Linked DNA regions of Rattus norvegicus: region 2 is linked to region 1. Evidence: chromatin contacts called from public Hi-C data. All regions are on one chromosome and are shown on one strand. The core of a region is the stretch at or near the end of the contact, and the rest is flanking DNA. Distances in the headings are between cores, read along the strand shown.

What was found. Hi-C and Micro-C count contacts between places; a contact is called where the count stands out from the background.
Region 2: a contact with region 1 is called in a Hi-C map of mammary epithelial cells, with 2.4 times the contacts expected there. The contact joins the promoter of Xpnpep1 here to the enhancer-like site in region 1. A contact is called at or near these places in 6 of 12 Hi-C or Micro-C datasets (Schwann cells, kidney, liver and 2 more).

Annotation. Positions count from the first base shown.
Region 1 is chr1:262,022,182-262,026,242 of GRCr8, forward strand. It overlaps Xpnpep1 (X-prolyl aminopeptidase 1), which reads right to left. Exons shown (of 21, transcript NM_001398660.1): 8 at 3,384-3,479; 9 at 1,232-1,313. Among named protein-coding and RNA genes, the nearest start is that of Xpnpep1, 33 kb to the right of the region's middle. Within about 2 kb of position 1,855, at least 29 of the 93 cell types and tissues checked have an H3K27ac peak or open chromatin away from gene starts, as enhancers often do. A contact at or near this core is called in Schwann cells, where this site is marked.
Region 2 is chr1:262,055,166-262,059,226 of GRCr8, forward strand. It overlaps Xpnpep1 (X-prolyl aminopeptidase 1), which reads right to left and starts at 1,651. Exons shown (of 21, transcript NM_001398660.1): 1 at 1,595-1,651. The coding sequence starts at 1,626.

The sequences.
Region 1 (4,061 bases), core at 605-3,104:
TTGCTGCTGCTAGTGGTTGGTTGGTTGGTGGTTTTTTTGAGACACGGTCTCACTTTGTAACACCAGCTGTCCTGGAACTATGTAGACCAAACTCAGATATCTGCCTGTTTCTGCCTTCTGAGAACTGGAATTAAAGATGTGTACAGACACACCTGGCCCCTGCCGTAGTTAAGTTTTAACTGTCAACTTGACACAGCCTACCATTGTCTGAGAAGTGCAAATGAGCTGAGGACAGGCCAAAATGATTGGCTACTGGGTAAATCTCTGAGAGATTGTCTTGGTTCAGTTGATACAGGAGGGCCCAGCCCTCTGCCTGTGGCACCATTCCTTAGGCATGCGCCCACTGCAGGTGGCACCATTCCCTAGGCAGGTGATTCTGTGCTATATAAGAAAGCCAGCTATGGCTCAGTGGTTAAGAGCATCAACTGTTCTTCCAGAAGTCCTGAGTTCAATTCCCAGCAACCACATGGTGGCTCACAACCATCTGTAACAATGCCCTCTTCTAGTGTGTCTGAAGAAAGCGACAGTGTACTCATATAAATGAATAAATCTTTAAAAAAAAAAAAAGAAAAGAAAAGAAAAGAAAAAAGAAAGAGAGAAAGCCAGCTAAACAAGGCCCTGCTTCAAGCTCCTGTTTGAGTTCCTGCCCTGGTTCCCCTCAATGGTGGACTGTGGCATGAAGTGTAAGTCAAGGTCATCCTTTCCTCCCCTAAGTTATTTCCAATCAGAGTGTTCTATCACAAGAGCAAAGAACTATAATCCCATTCAACAGAAAGACAATGACGTTAGCCTGAAAGTAATGTCTGAAGTGGTAAAACTGGCAAGACAGCAGACCATAGACCATGATTCCCCATATTGCTGCTGACCTTTAAGACGCCTGGGGTCCAGAACCATACAGCTAAGCCTATGCTGCTCCCTCCGCACTGCCTTCTGGGAAACCTGAAACCTGTGTGGCCTGGGCCAGATCACACAGCAGGAACCTCATGAAGAACCTCACAGCATCTGTGCTCTGATAGTCTCACACACTTATTTCTCAGTCTTGTGTTACTATAAATAATTTTGTAGATTTCAAGACATTTAGAGGTTTAGAGGGAAGGCAGGATTAAAGCAAACACCTGTTAGGACAGGCAAGGACAAGCGGATGAAGGAGGAGTTCTAAAGTGAGAAAGCAAGCATAGCAACGGTGGGGTGAGGGCCAGGAGGGGGTATCTGGGTGGGAGAGAGCACTTACATGATCCTCTCTAGTCCTATGATTGCGTAGGAGAAAAACACCGGGTTGTGCTCCACATCTGACCCTCGGAGATTGAACAGCCCTAAAAAGGAAAGCAATTTCTTTAAAATGGTTCCTTTCAATGCCTGGCTCCAGGGTCAGGCTTTACAGGTAGCTTTTGGGGAGGGAGGAGTTTCTGCTTAGAATTCAGCTCCTATCAAAGGATTCCACATCTCTCAGGGTTCCACGACTGAGCTGCAGATGCTGGTGTCGGCCACCTGATGGCGCCAGAACTGTTTCCTAGTTGGCCATGTTGCAAGCCTGAGGAGGGAGTAGGATCAAAAAGTCATAACCAGTGTCCCCCAAAGAGCTGAAACTGGTAACTGACTGTGGGAATCTGCCAAGCTCAGCGCTGCTGCAAACAGACTCTGACCCCCTCAAATATAAGGGGGACACATGCAATCTCTCTATTCCAAGGCAAACGACCTAGGACAGAAAGTCTGAAGTGGAGGTGGTGACATAGAGACCCCACTGAGCTCCACCTACACAGAGCTCTCCTCAGAGCCGGAAGTCGTGAGTCAGGAGGCTGTGGCTCAGCCACAGTGGGCTGTTACTGGGCTGGGTGGAGGACCTGCCCTGAGCCAGGGGCTGGAGTCTGATGAGGTCACCGAACACTTGAGAAGCCTAACAGACAAGCAGACAGTGCAGCTCTGGGCCTGGCTGCCGCTCCAATGCTTGCTCTCAAAGATAAGGGAGCGAAAAGGCCAAGTACAAAAAGCAGCCGCCCCCTCTATGTTAAAATAATGGCTTCTCAAAGAAAGTAGAAAGGTTTAACCTCATACTGACTCTTGAGTGTTTTATTTTTTGGAGACAAGGTCTCATTGTGTAGCCGTAGACAGCCTGGAACCTGCTAGGTGGTCCAGGCTGGCCTCGAACTCAGATTCACATGCCTCTGCCTCCCAAGTGCTGGGTTAGAGGCCTGCCTCCCATCGGGCTTTACTACCTCCTTCTGAAATGAAGGGACTTGGGGCTGCTGACGTGTGACAGAATGGATGTGTCAGAAGTCCCACCACACGCTCACCCTCACACTCACAAGAGTACCCACAAAATCAACCAGAAATAGGAAGGCAAAATGACCAGAAACTGAGATATGTGAGTATGAGCCATGCTCCGGACGAGAGAACCACAGTAACTTATGGAGAAGCTGGAGATAGCGCAAAGGCCTCCAAATGGAAGCTGTCAGGCAGACCTTAGCACCACCATTTGAGGGGATTCTTAATGCTTAAATTGCGTTTATATTTGTTCCCAGCACACTGACACGTCTAGAACACCAGGCTGAATGACAGATACACAGAAATGTCAACAATGGCTGTCACTAGGGAAAAGGCTTGTGAGTGAATCTTATTTTTCTTCTACTTCCTCTGCACTTCAGAGGGTCTCCAAAATAGGGACATATTTGTTTTATTTTCAAAGAGAGAAAGCACTTTTGTGTGTTTTTCCCTCTGAGGCAGGGTTAATTCGAGACAACAATCACAGACATCTGACAAAGTCTGGGGACGGAAGAGGCGGGACATCCCCAGTGGGCTTTCTTCCTCCAGTGGAGAGATAAAATGCACAAAAGCCTCTTCCAAGCCTCCCTGAATCAAATCCAGTCAGAGCAGGACAGGAGAGAGCATTTCACTCAGGCTCCTTCAAACTCTGGGAGAGGACAGGTTTTGAACAGCAGGGGTAGTGGAAAGTCAGAAGATTAAGGGGCAGGACCTAGAGAAGACCTTCCTGTTAAGTTTTCTGAGGTAAAAACTTGACTAGAATACTCTCTCGGTGAAGATCTTAGAAACTATTTAAGTATAAAGAGAGAGCAACACAAAAAAAAAATATTTAGAATATTCTTCCTCAGAGAAGTCAGTCCTTCAGACTGCGAGGCCAGAGGCAGGCATCACACACCGGATTCACCAGGAGCCCCTGGCTGTGTGTGCGCTGTTCTGTCAGGTGGGCCATCCCTATTCCAACTGTAATGCTCCCTCCTTTGTGCTAACCAGCATTTGCTCTCTTATTTAAAGACACTGTTACGAATTCCCTCACCATTCACAGAGCTGAATGGCACAAACACAGATTCCCAGAGGCCCAAGGAGGAGATCAGGTAATGCCCCTGCAGTGAAACCAGAGTACTCACATGCAATCTCGTCTAGGGCAGTGACCACAAACCACACGATGCTCCTCTCTGCCATTTTCAACCGAAGGTCTGCAACCTTCTCCTTCCACGAGATGCCTGTAAGAAAACAAATGAGCGTCTGCCTCCTCTATGACCCTCGGAAGTCAGAAGCCAGGTGAGAAGGCTATGCTGAACCCTCGCACACAGTACCACTTCTCACGGCAGGCGTGCAGCGTAGAGTCCATCCCTACAGAAGGAAGACGACTCTGCCAAGTCCCCTGACTGCCCTGAGCCCTGCCTGCCTCCCCCAAAGGCCTACGCAGCACCCAGACCTACCAGGCGCAGCATCTACCAGGGGTCCTACTGCTTGGAGCAGTTATGGCTCTGGACACACCAAGTTCCTCCCTGTTGGACTTACAGTCCACAGGGCAGCACGTACAGTTAGACTGGCAATTACATGGGCTAGCACATAGAGGCTAGTGTGACTGAGCCTGGACTATCTGAGTACACTCTCCACAGCAGACCTCCCCTGTGAAACTCGCTTTGCGTTTCTTGGGCCCAAAGACTTGGGGCTAAGACCAGAGTCCCTGCTGCAGGCTGACCTAACTCACTGTGAATACTGCTTCCAAGTCACACTCCCAGAATGCAGTGTGGCACCTGAGGAAGTCACCTCACTACAGAAGCATCTGTAACTTAGCT
Region 2 (4,061 bases), core at 401-2,900, 33 kb after region 1:
GGATAAATGAGACAAGTTCTTAGGGTAGGAAAGAAGGCAACATTGTCATCCACTACTCGGAACCCGTTGGTCTTGATGTGATGACCACCACCATTGGCTCTGAGAATCCCCGTATTTAATGTATATATGTTTCGTCCCAAGGGATTGGCCAGAGTATCTATCACTGATGTAGCACATGGACCCCAGCACATCAGGAATACAGGCTTGGAAAATACACTCCTCTGGTCCGAATGACCAGTTCAGATAGTATTGACAATCAAGTCAGTTCAGTGACACTGACAGCTAAGACTTCTGCTCCAGCATAAGGCTGTCTCTGATGACTGTCAGCCTAGAACTTTCAGCGACTGCAACAAGGAAAAAGTCTGCCGAAGCAAGAGCTGAGCACACTGGAGCTAGAAGTGAAAGAGTGAAGACAAGTCTGGGGCCAGGATTGGTTCTTCTCTCTTCAGCTTCACTAACACTCACCCGTCTCCATTAGCCTCCTTCAACAGCACCCTCCCTCTCTCAGCCTACCATCTGATGTTCACAGACCACCCCCAATACTGGGACGGTGGATCCAGCCATGGCTGTGGTACAGTCCTCAAGCTTCCTCCTAGCCTTTGACATTACATCATTATCCACTTGCCTAGCCTTATTTCCAGTAGAAAACTTCCGGGAAGGTCTATCCACATGTATCATCACCCACGCCTCCCTTCACAGTGCACATAGAAACTTCTTGGTTGCGCTTAACACACTGTCACAAGACCAGGTCTAGGTCAAGGTAGGCTTGAGACCTGTCCACTCACAAGAATTTCACAAGTTGGCTGCGGAGCTTCGTGTGTGTATGTGTGTGTGTGTGTGTGTGTGTGTGTGTTCATTCAAGACTCAACTGGTCTGAGAGGATGGGTAAGCTTCTGTGCATCACCACAGAGTTTTAATTCTGGTTTTGTGTATTTAATCTCTCACTTTAAATACCTAAGTGTGCCTGGTTTGTGTGGGGAGGGATCAACTAAGACATGTTCAACATGAGTCTGAGAAATATCTTCTCACTTCCTATGTCCAAGAAGAACCCAGAGCAGGCTCCTGGTGGATTTTCCCATGCTTCCTGATACAGCCCCTGAGACCATTTGGGTAGGGAGGGCCCCACGGCTGTCTCTGTTGGGGGCGTTGAATCAGGAGGTAAAATGCAGTCATCAGAATGATCAGGACTGTAACTTTAGATTGCCGCCATGGAGGAAGGGTGTGGGCAGGGGCACAATCACTTCTGAGTACCCGGGATGGATCCAAGAGGGACCAACTTCCTGCAATAGCAGGGCCTCCCCTCAGGGTCGTGGGTAGTAAGGATCGCCGCCTGCCCCGGCGGGGCGAGGCAGTTCCTCGGTCACACTAGTCCCTGGACAGGCTCCGGCAGCCCGGAGGTGCCCGGGGCCCCGCCGGAAGCGAGCTGAGTCCTGCCGGGCTGCACAGATCGGTCCCCGGTTCCCGCTCGGGCAGGACCCGCGCCCCCGATGGCCACGGGCCCGACGCTCCTCGCCCTCTCTTCCCTACCCTCCCGGTGTGCAGCTCGCGCGCCGGACGCCGGACGCCGGCCGGCCGGCCGGCACAGTCCCCTCACCTTACTCGCGGCGGCTTTCTGGAGGCTGCCATTCGTCGGTGACGTGCCCCAACCCACGTCAGGGGAGCGCAGACCAGCTGATCACCGACGGCCAGGCGCGCGCACCGGGCAGGCCACGCCCCTCCTCCTGTGGCGTGCTCACGCAGAGACTCCGCCCCGTTGTAAGCCCCGCCCGTTCTCCGGAGGGGGCGTGGTCGAGTGTCAGAATTCCGAAACCTTGTGAACTGTTGTTGCTTGGAGAGGGTGGTGTTCTGTGCAACCAGTTGGAAGAGTCGCCGATTGGTCCGCAGTTCTCTTCCCACCCTGCATTTAAGGAGGAGGACCGGAGTTTTGCCAGCTAAGGAAGCTGCATGCTTCTCTGGTTTGTTCCAGCTTTTAGGTCAGCTAAGACGGGAAAGTCGTGGTCAGCTCTGCAAGATCCTATTTTAGGGTCCTGGAGACATTGACTGGATCAGGATACAACTTGCTGAGACCTTAGAGGTGTCCCCCAAATGACTTTTCCAAACAGCTTCAAAACCGGCTACTCACTTCACTTGGGCAACTACCAGGCGTTAAAGCGTTCAAACCTAGCTCCTTAAAAAAAACAATCTTCACATGGGGCTTTTTCATCTCAATCGGTGGCTATTCCATGTTTTAAGGGCAAAAATCTTGAAGCAATCTCTGCCTTCTTCCCAGTCCATGCCCCATCTGCCCAAGTTGCGCTTGGCCCTGTCTTCAAAGTAGCCCCACCCAGTTCCGTCATCTCCACCGTCACCGGACTAGGGTACGTCACTTCCACCTCACCTTTGTGACGCTTGCACCGTAGCCAGACCAAACTTAACCGAGGTGTCCTGTGGTGTTTACTGCTCTCAATTTGACCACTCTAGAGTCGCCTGAGAGAACAGCCTATGGGCCTATCTGAAGGATGTCTTGTGTTATTTTATACGGGCAGAACCACTCCCTAGGCAGAGGATCCTAGGCCGTCTAAATCGGTGGGAATGAGTAGAGGACTAACATGAATACATTATTCTCTCCTCTTGACTACCGATGTAAGGACTGGTTCCCTGCCTCGGTGAACTATAACCTGGAACTGTAAGCCAACGAAACCCTTTACCCCTCAAATTCCTTTTGTCAGAATGTTGTATCACAACAATGGGAAAAGAAACTAAGACAGCCCCCATTTCATGCAGGGTGAGACTTCTTAATCACAGCTCAAGGGTCACTTCACTCCACCTAAGCTGGCCTTCACTATCTTTGACACTCACAGTCCTGTCAAGTGTCACCTCCTCAATGAAACCTTCCTTAAAAGCTGTAAACCCCTCGGACACACCCGGGCCCCCTGAGCCTGCTCTTTTTCCCACAGCTTCTACCGTTGTTCACATGAGTTTATCTTCTGAGGACAGTCTGCCCACTTTATCTCTACCCTACACACATACTACAGTGCTGTCAGTGCAGGAGTTGTTTCTGTTGCTTAAAAATGGGCAGTAGCTGACAGCCATCCTCACGTGTTTGCTGCAGAAATAAATGTCCCCAGATTGCACACTTCTCCGGCACAGTGGCTCTCTTGTTCATTGTTATGTCCCTAGTCCTTAGAACAACACCTGGCACTAAATGAAAATGAGCACCCTGTTCTAAAGGCCGGTCTGTGTCCCACCCCACATTGACCTTGGTGAAGTCCTAGTACACTTGTGTCAAATGTGTCCTGGAGGACTGAAAGTCCCAGTTAGTATTAGGCTAGCACCTAGACCAGCCAGAAAAGAATGTGTGTGATAGATACAACCTGTCTGTTCATTTCCTCAAGCTTATGGAGTCAGAGGGAGACTGTAAACAAAGGGACTGGCTCCTGCCCACGCCCAAAAGAATAACAAGAGGAAAATCTGGCATTACCGGCAGAGTTATAAGTGAGATCAAAGGCAGTAAGCAATTCATGGTCGTAATTGCCAAGGAGAAAAGAGCTGCCTCAGAATTTGAGTCATTGCTTTTAGAGGAAAGAGAAAGAAGCACTGAGTAGTCCCCGGAACTAGGCAGCAAAGCAACCTTCATGGTCTTCGAGTTCTTTTGGGAAGTCCCAGGAAGGAGACTCCAAAAACATTGCAGAGGTGAGAACAGGAAGGGTTAAGTACGATTTTTCAGGCTCCGTACAGACACACTGACACAGACTGAACCCAGTCTGTCTAACCCATGACAACCCAATGGACCAAGCAACTATTTGTGTCATTTTACTGGTTGCAAAGATTGGGCTTTTCAGCAGTCAAGTTCATTGCCCGTGGGGTTCGGAGCCATGGGACTGGAGGGGGTCTTGTCCTGAGATTCTGAGATTGACAATTGCTCCCTCCTACCCCAAGACACACAGGCCCAGGGTAGTCCCAAGCCCTACATTTGATTCCCCCACTTCCCCATCCCCCACCCCAAGGTCAGGTAGCCTGGTAGCCATGTTAAGCTTCCTCTCTCTCCTGATAACACCATGCCCCGCATCACCAGGAATTCC